Linked DNA regions of Macaca mulatta: region 1 is linked to region 2. A link is a contact called in public Micro-C data. All regions are on one chromosome and are shown on one strand. Each heading gives the region's core, a stretch centred on a gene start, on an enhancer-like site or on the middle of the called end of the contact. The rest is flanking DNA. Distances are from core to core; before and after follow the strand shown.

Region 1 (4,802 bases), core at 1,711-4,210, 370 kb before region 2:
GAGAAAATCAGAATCCACTGAGCCCCACAATGCTGCAGGCATGGTCCCAAGTGCTTTCCACATTTATTCCTCACAACACTGTTCCCTAGGCATTGTTATCTCAGTTTTAATATAGAATCACTGAGACTTCAAAAAGTTAAGTCATTGGCCCAAGGGGCACAGCAGGATTTGAACCCAAGGCTGTTGATTTCAACATTACATTATAACCTTCCCATAAGAAAAGGACGTATATATTTTTAAGAAAAAAAAAAAGTGGGAGGGCAGCCAGGCGCAGTGGCTCACACCTGTAATCCCAGCACTTTGGGAGGCCAAGGCGGGCGGATCATGAGGTCAGGAGTTCGAGACCAGCCTGCCCAATATGGTAAAATGCCATCTGTAGTAAAAAAACAAAAATTAGCTGGGCATGGTGGCATGTGCCTGTAGTCCCAGCTACTCGGGAGGCTGAAGCAGAATTGCTTGAACCCAGGAGATGGAGGTTGCAGCAAACCAAGATTGAGCCACTGCACTCCAGTTTGGGCAACAGAGTGAGACTCCATCTCAAAAAAAAAAAGGGGGGGGGTGGTAAGCCTAAATTAGAGACCTTCTCTGCTGTGATGGATCTGTTAATACAAATGTCTTTGCATGCAGTAAGCATTTTTACCTGAGCCCTTTTGCCCCAGGCATGTGTATGCTATAGATTTAAAGGACAAGAAAAGTCTCCTCCAATCCACACGTGTTGGTTCTAGTTATTGCCTCTTCTGCCTTCCTTGTCCCTTTGCAGTTGCTTCTGTTCGGTCACGAGGGTGAGCCACAGAGCACCTGGAGCAGCAGTACTGAAAGTGTGGTCCCCAGACCGGCAACCTTGTCATCTCCTGGAAACATGCTGGAATTGGATTTCTTCCTTCCACCCCAGACCTGAATCAGAGATTCTGAGAGTGGAGCCTATAATCTGCGTTTTATCAAGCCCTCCAAGTGATTCTGATGTGCTAATGCTTGAGAACCACTGACCTAGAGAATGTCATTGGCATAAATCCTTGGCTCCATGACCCCCCATCCAGTTTGTTGCTAAGCTTTGAGAATTCTGCCTCTGCCTCCTAGTTGGGCTGTCATTGTCCTACTTCAGGCCCTGTTAACTCCTACCTGCACTGCACCAGTAGCCTCCCCACCTCTCATCCCTCATTTTCCTCCAGTCCATGTCACCCTCTGATACCACATCAGCTCTGTGCTCTGATGGTGCCATGCAACTGTTGGAAAAAAATTCCAACTGCTTAGCTTGATATTCAAGATCCTCCAAAATATACATTCAACTTTCCTTTTTAATCTTATTTTGTACTTACTTTTCTCTGCTTGCACCCTATACCTAAGTCTACAAAACTACTTACTGTTTGCCACAGATTTGAACTTTCTCACTCTGGGCCTGGAATTGCCTGTCACTCATCCCACCACATCGTTTAGGGTCCAGTTCAAAGACTCCTTCATGAGTCTTCCTTGAACCTTCAAACTACAAAATCCCTCCCCTTCTTCTTCTCCCCCTTTTTTTTTTTTTTGACAGAGTTTCACTCTTGTTTTCCAGGCTGGAGTGCAATGGTGTGATCTCATCCCACTGCAACCTCCGCTTCCTGGGTTCAAGCAATTCCCCTGTCTCAGCCTCCCAAATAGCTGGGATTACAAATGTATGCCACCATGCCTGGCTAATTTTGTATTTCTTTAGTAGAGATAGGGTTTCACCATGTTGGTCAGGCTGGGCTCTAACCCCTGACCTCAAGTGGTCCACCCCTCTTGGCCCCCCAAATTGCTGGGATTACAGGCATGACCCACTGCACCCAGCCAGAGCCACTGTGCCTGGCTCCTTTCTTAAACTCACGTAGAATTTATCTTTACTTCTCTTAGGGCTCTTATTAAATTATATAATATGTTTGCTTGTAAACTTGGTTTGTCTCCCTTGCTACCAGGTGGTAAAGAGTAGAGCTGTGTCTTTTTTCATCTCTGCATCTCCTACAGTATCATGCACAGTGGCAAAGCTTAATTCTTAGTTGTGAATGAATGAATAAATGAATTGGATAACCTAAAAAGAAACTGAATCCACAGTATGGACTCAGTTATGTTGGATTCATGTTAAAAAACTGATTTTCCATCCTTTGTTTTTCTACAAGTTCTTATCAAAATTAATGATATTATGGTTATTTTTCCCAACAAGGTGTTGCCCATTTTATCTCCTTTCAAAACCAGGTCAGTTAGAAAGCACAGATTACAATACAGTTATCAGGGATAACAGTGTCAGTAGAAGCAAACAGTTGCTCCCACAGTATCTGTGGCTTCGGCAACTAAAAAGAAGAAGAAAATTACATATTTTGTTGCTAACCTTCACCTTGGACAGCATAATGTCCCTAGCAAACCCTAGCAGTTTCTCTTGCAAAGAATAAGGCAGAAACAACTCTCAAGGAAACGCTTTCTGGAACTTTGGAAGTCCCCAGTTACAGTCATTGGCCTGGCTTGATTCCAAAGTTGGGAAAGAGACTGTCTGCTCAGAGAAAATCACCTATATAGGTAGTGAAATACTTCTGCTCCATCTTGATAGCCCCATTCATTGAAGAGCTTCCTCCATATGGGCTAAAAAGGATGACAGAGGAGCATTCTTCAGGCCTTCAATTATCAAGCATGTGTGTTCAGCACCAAACAGAAACCAGAGCAGCAAAGCCAGGTTTACCTTGCAGCAGGAAGCCTGTTGCTATGGAGACACAGAAGTGCCTCCAGAGCAGTCATGATTCTGGAAGGTTTTAAATGTCCTTAGAAATCCAAAAGTTAAAGATACAATCTCCCCAGTCACAGGCTATGAACTTCTAGCTCTGTGTGGGGCTTACCTTGCATCTTCTCTCTCACTTCACAGTTGTCACTTCTTATGAAAGACTTTGTAATCTTTCTGAGCACTCACTTTTCAAGAGGGCAGTCAGCCCTTTCTACCTGACCCTCATTCGGGCAGAGGAAGAAATAGGAAAATGGCACCCTGACCACAGAGTTGTGCTGGCTACAGCTTGACCTGAAGTGGCTTCGTCTGCTTCTGCCTCACTAAGCAGGACGATTTCCTGGCAGTGTGCAGCCCTTTCTGCTGTCGCCTCAGCCCTGGGACTTGTCTATGATGTGTGCTGGCTCTAAGTGATAAGTCTCTGGGTGATCCTCTGTCATTCTTGCTTTCTTTCCTGCTGCATGAAGGTTCTCATAAAAAGCACATGGATTTCCTAGGTCCATATTTCATATTGTGTCTATTGTGAAAGTCTTTTCTCTGAATGTCTTGAAGTTTCTGAACACCCTTCCTTAGCAAAACGTTCCATAATCTTCCCTACATCTCAAGATTAGGTTATAAATGGGCAGTTCATGTTGAGGTTGGTGTCACTGTGAGGCAGCCAACTGGCAGTGCCAAAAAGTGCTGTTTGGGAGGAATAAATATTTAATAATATGGAAAGATGATCACTATGTATTAAGATACAGGTTATGAAATAATTAACATTATAATATACTGCATATACTTGCACATAAATATTTGTAAAAAGGGACCAAAAAGACCAACATGAAGTATTAACAGTCCTTATCTCTGGTGAGTCAGTGTGTTTTTTTGTGTTCTCTTTATTTATTTATTCTTCTTTTTTCTTCTAGGTACGTATCTTTATTTTCCAAATTTTCTACAATGGACAGATTTTGTCTTGGTAATAAGAAAAGATGAGCAAAATATATTTTTAATTTTCTAAATAAATCAATATCCCAACAAATAAGTTTGGATTCGTATATCCAGAAAGAAGATGGATTAGTACACCTAGGGGTTCAGGTATACTGCATGATGCTCTGTGCTTAGCAATACAGGGCAGGTGAGCACGGACTCCTGGGACTTAGCACAGGCCCCATCCCTGAGGCAGGCGAGGCCCAGATTTCATCCCATTTCAGCCAGAGTTGACCCCAAAGGAGCCAGATGGGTAGCAGGTCATCCTCAGGAGTCAGGCACATGGGCTTTCTGCCTTAGTCAAATTTGGCAACTCAAACTATGGGGTAGGAGTAGTAGTGGCCCTCACTCTGAGGAATGGGAAGACCATCTGAGGAGCTGACTGGGTGCCCCGCCTTCCCTTGGCCCTTCTTTCCCATAGGGATTGTGTTATGTATGCTTTTTGTCAGGGAGTGGGCAGAAAAGGATCATTCCCCTTCTCTATCTCTTTAGGAGCAAACAACATCTCCTAGAAAGGCCAGTTATGTCAGGTAGATAGCGCAATACTCTCTGCTCCATCTTCATGGCCCAACTCACTGGAAACCTTCCTCTATTGGGGCTGAAAAAGATGACAAAGGACTATTTTCATAGATCCTCATTCTTTTTTTTTTTTTTTTTTTTTTACATGGAGTCTCACTCCGTCACCCAGGCTAGACCGCAGAGGGCAATGGTGTGATCTCTGCTCACTGCAACCTCCACCTCCTAGGTTCAAGTGATTCTCCTGCCTCAGCCTCCCGAGTAGCTGGGACTACAGGCTTGCGCCACTGTGCCTCGCTAATTTTTGTATTTTTAGTGGAGACGGGGTTTCACCATGTTGGCCAGGCTGACCTTGAACTGCTGACCTCAAGTGATCTGCCTGCCTCGGCCTCCCAAAGTGCTGGGATTACAGGCTTGAGCCACTGCGACCGGCCAATCCTCATTCTTTACATGGAACAATTCTAGATCTATAACCCAGTCATGGAGATAGAGTATTACCCCAAACCTCCTTTACCATCAGAGCAATGGAAAGTCAGCCCCACCTGCCCTAAGGAAAGAGACTTCTGGTTTGGTGAAACTCTGAATGACTGAGTTA
Region 2 (4,787 bases), core at 1,550-4,049:
CCTTGGAATTGCAGGAAGTGATGAGATTATATTAACAGCTCTAAAAAATTAATGTTAATTTGCCACTGTGGATTTGGAGGGCATTGCCCTAAAAATAGAAAGGAAAATGTTTGTCTATTTTAAAAAATATTTTCTCAAGGCATTCTGAGGAATGAATTATATATAATGTGGGAACAGAACCACTGGCTTAATCAATATATAGAAATAATTGAGTTTCTTTGTTTCAGCAAAGATTAGAAGTGACAAAGTTTGAAATGGCCTCCTATATCTTACAGTTTGTTTATATTGTTGCTGCTATAACAGAGCACTAGGACCCAATTTTTTTTCCATGAAAATATACCCAGTTAGGCATATTCAGAATAATCAATTCCTGCTATCTTCCTGTAGGTTTAAGTTATATTTACATTGATTTTGTTACTACCTTGGGCTCCTGTACAAAATGAATGCTCAATATTTTCCTTTAGGTGCATACTGATTACCTCCACTTGCATCAGTGGGAGAATCCTTTTCTTTGGCGTATCTATTAGAGCTCTTTCCGCAACAAATCTGGGACTGTCCAAATAAAGTAGAGAATTACCACATGCATTTGACTGTTTGGTGTATATGAGTAAGAGCATGAATTGAAAAATATCCAGTAGGATATGTGACTCGTCATCTAGAAAAGGATCACTGTCCATATGATTGTATGTTTTCAAAGAGATTTAAACATCTTCTATGTTTATATCTCAAACATTTGCTCTTCCTTTTTGTTGAAATATATGATACTCATTTTTTTTCTTAGTTAACATTTGGGGCCAAACTTTCTCATCTCATGAATATTCTCTTTTAAAAACAAAAGTATGCATTATATAGGCTAAGCAGTTATATATGTATCAACTAGATAAGCTACCCTGAGAGCTTTCTTGCATCACTAATTAACAGTTACTTGTTGAGTGTTTATTATATGCCAGGCCCTGTATGACAATTTTCTATAGATTATCTCTCATAAACATCAGAGCAACTCTGTGTAGATGTCATCATCCTCATTTTACAGATTAGGAAACCGAAGCTCAGAGAGATTGATCTACTAGCCCTAGGTCATACCACTAGTAGGTGGCAGAAATGAGATACAAACTTAGGCAGTCTGACTCCAGACTTTTGCTTTTAATCACTTGCTTCGTATCCCCAAAATACTACCCTTTATGACAACCAAGCTTACTTTTTTTTTTAACACCTATTTTTGGTCCTTGTGAAGCCTTGGTGTAACCAAATGTAACTCTTTGTGCCTTCCTCATTGGTACACCTCATCCAGTTACACATGCAGTTTAAAAACATATTCATAGTATAGAAAAGATAGAAGCAACCCAGGTGCCCATCAACAGGTGAACAGATAAACCAAATGTGGTCCAAAAATACAATGGAATATTATTTAACCTTGAGAAGGAAGGAAATTCTAACACATGCTACAATGTGGATGAACCTTGACAGCATTATACTAAATGAAATAAGCCAGTCACAAAAAGACAAATATTGTATGATTCCACTTATACAAGGTAGTGAGAATAGTCAAATTTATAGAGAGGGAAAGTAGAATGATTGCCAGGGGTTGGGGCAAGGGAAATTGGGAGCTATTGTTTAATAGGTACAAAGTTTCAGCTGGGGAAGATGAGAAATTCTGGAGATGGATAGTGGTGAAGTTTGCACAACAATGTGGATGTACTTAGTGCCCCAGAAATGTACCCGTTAAAATGGTCAAAATTATATACTTTATGTTATGTACATTTTACCACAATAAAATAATTCACATTCATTTTATTGCTCTATAAAACCTAAGATCATAGACTTTATTTACTTTTCTCCTCTTAAATAGTGGACTTTGGAGTCAGTGCCCAGCTTGATCGAACTGTGGGCAGGAGGAATACTTTCATTGGAACTCCCTACTGGATGGCACCAGAAGTTATTGCCTGTGACGAAAACCCAGATGCCACATACGATTTCAAGGTATGACTTCTTTGTTGTGTTTCAAACCTATGCCTACCATATTATCCTGAGTCTTGCAGCGGGAGATTCTTATGTGCCTTTATATTTATGATTCATGTGACCCAAAGGGAGAACTGAAGAACATTATTTGAGTTTAAGACTTACAAGACATTCAAGTGGGGATCTTTTTAATGAATTCACCTATCTTATTTGATTGCCTGTTTGTTTTAAAAAAAAATGTTTAAATCATTTTTTATATTTTTTTGAATTTACTCTTGCTTCTTCTTATTGGAAAATACATTAGATTTCCATGTTGGTTATGGTTGAGATTTTTGGAAGAGTGTATATTCTGAGAGCTTTTTACGTTAAACTAAGATGTGAATTTGTTATCTTGGGCCATCTTTTTCTGATTGAGAATAATCTGACTTACTCACGTCTACGATGCTCGAAGTATAATTATCTGGGGTTTCTTTTTCATGAGAGGGAATCAGATGGAATATTGGTGACTACTTTATGGTCTTTCTGTCGTGTATCCTGATGTTTCATAGAAATTTGATTTGTGACTTGTTACTTTATATTATAAACTAGAAATTTGCTAATAAATTCAAAGCTGTGTTCAAGTAGATTTCTCCAAGAAGCCCTTCTCTTTTCTATTCTGCTAGCCAATAACCAAACATAAATTTGGGTTATTGCCCCTCAGTTTTATTGTCTGGGCTTTTAGGTGACATGGCTTTCTAACGAATGGTGACTGAAAGTCAAGACAATAAAATTAGGGGCAATGGGATCTGGTAACTGTGTGTGGGTTTCCAGGCTGTGCATTAGGTAGAGAGACACCCTGTGGTCTTTGTGTGCATTACAGGACAACTTGGGCAAAACTTGATCTACCTGCGCTGGTTTCAGAGGTGCATGGACTTTTCACCAAAACACTTTAATGATCCTCTGTAAATACTCTCATCTAACAGATGAGGAAACTGAGGCCGAGATCTGCAGGTGCCCACCGGGTTAGTGATCATCTCAGAGTTAGCACCTGAACGCAGGTCTCCAAGCTTTCTGTTCAGAGCCCTTTCCAATATATTACCTTGCTCCTCTGTAATGTACTTCCATATAAATCTCCAATTTACCAATTGAACAGTATATTTGGAGAATTTCACTTTTAAGGAATATTTTTAGTTCTCGACATGTGGGGTTATTACTGAAATCAAGTCTTAAAGATGCATTGCAAACATTGCAGCATTTTTGAGGCCCCGTATCTCAGTGTTGACAGAAAATTTGCCTCTTTTGGGAATTGTAAGCTTGAAGGTCTGAAAACGTAATAATCTCCCATAAATTTCCTCCTTCCTTCAAAGTTAGTCACTGTAATAACCTGACAACAATCTGTCTGAAAACAGCTGCCAAGTTAAAAATTAATCTCCTGCCAAAATAAGTGTCATTTTTTAAACTGCTAATGATAAGCATATTTAAATAATTCCATTTGCAAATCTCTTCAGAGAAACCACTACAAAATATACATCCCAGGCCAGATATGTGTGTCATGATTAGCTACAAGCAATTCTTCAAACCATAGTTATACCTAACAAGTGCTAACTAGTCTATATCTGGGCCACAGATATTCTAGATTACTATGTAACATAGCATGGGGAATCAGTGTTTGCAGCTTTCACCCTCAGCTTAATCTTTTAAGTATTGTGACTGACTACACTATATATGGGACTTTTGTTATGTAAATAAAGTGGGTGCCTACCACTGACTTGTTTTCAGTAGGGTATCTAGAAGAGGCTTTCCTTCTGGCCAAGCAAAGCTTGGAATTAAACTGATATTTTGGTCCTCTTTCCTCAGATTATGGCTGAGGAGTATAGTTTAAAATCACTGTAAATGGTATGAGACCAGTGCATAAGTCTAGGTATGGGCAAAGCCTAGTGCATGAGTAGCCACAGAGGTCGTCATGCTGCACAGTGATTTCAGAGGTACTGGAAGGTTCACCTGGCTATAAAAGTATCCTGAGACATTAAAAAGATTGAAGATGAATGTCTGTTGTGTTTTTTCTTTTTTAATAAAGAATCCTGATAGAATAGGTTCAACTATGTCAGTCATTTAGACCTTAGTGCAAATTAGTTTAACAGGATTGTCAGGAATGTAGGTTGTGCAAGAGGAGGAAAAAGTCATGGCAGGGATATGAGCTTCACTGGTTATTTGCCATGGGTAAAAAGAGGAGGATGACAAAAGAATGAATAAGGAAGACTTTTCCACGGAGGACTTTATAATACTGAATTATTTTCGGTTTTAAAAAAAATTCAGGCCGGGCGCGGTGGCTCAAGCCTGTAATCCCCAGCACTTTGGGAGGCCGAGACGGGCAGATCACAAGGTCAGGAGATCGAGACCATCCTGGCTAACACGGTGAAACCCCGTCTCTACTAAAAAATACAAAAACCTAGCCGGGCGAGGTGGCGGGCGCCTGTAGTCCCAGCTACTCGGGAGGCTGAGGCAGGAGAATGGCGTGAACCCGGGAGGTGGAGCTTGCAGTGAGCTGAGATCCGGCCACTGCACTCCAGTCTGGGCGACAAAGCGAGACTGTCTCAACAAAAAAAAAAAAAAAAAAATTCATAGTGGTCTTCAAAGACATCTTAGACAAATCAAATAGTAAATAATAAATAACAAAACCAAGCCATACCCTGTTGGGGTATAGTAGAAGGTTTGGGGATTTTTGCAGATTTATTTCATCCACTTACACAGGTTTACTGTGGGCCGGAAAAGATGCTGATCTTTAAATAACCTTACTACTTCTTTCTTGGCACCATATATTATCCCCTTTTCTGTTCAGTATCCTTAGG

The links. Hi-C and Micro-C count contacts between places; a contact is called where the count stands out from the background.
Region 1: a contact with region 2 is called in a Micro-C map of CD4 T cells, with 12 times the contacts expected there. The contact joins two enhancer-like sites. A contact is called at or near these places in 5 of 14 Hi-C or Micro-C datasets (CD4 T cells, cortical neurons, fetal cortex germinal zone and 2 more).

Annotation. Positions count from the first base shown.
Region 1 is chr2:83,239,884-83,244,685 of T2T-MMU8v2.0, reverse strand. No RefSeq gene overlaps it. Among named protein-coding and RNA genes, the nearest start is that of TNIK, 96 kb to the right of the region's middle. Within about 2 kb of position 2,960, at least 8 of the 40 cell types and tissues checked have an H3K27ac peak or open chromatin away from gene starts, as enhancers often do. A contact at or near this core is called in CD4 T cells, where this site is marked.
Region 2 is chr2:82,874,308-82,879,094 of T2T-MMU8v2.0, reverse strand. TNIK (TRAF2 and NCK interacting kinase) reads left to right here. Exons shown (of 31, transcript NM_001261217.1): 7 at 1,850-1,980. Among named protein-coding and RNA genes, the nearest start is that of MIR569, 93 kb to the right of the region's middle. Within about 2 kb of position 2,799, at least 5 of the 40 cell types and tissues checked have an H3K27ac peak or open chromatin away from gene starts, as enhancers often do. A contact at or near this core is called in CD4 T cells, where this site is marked.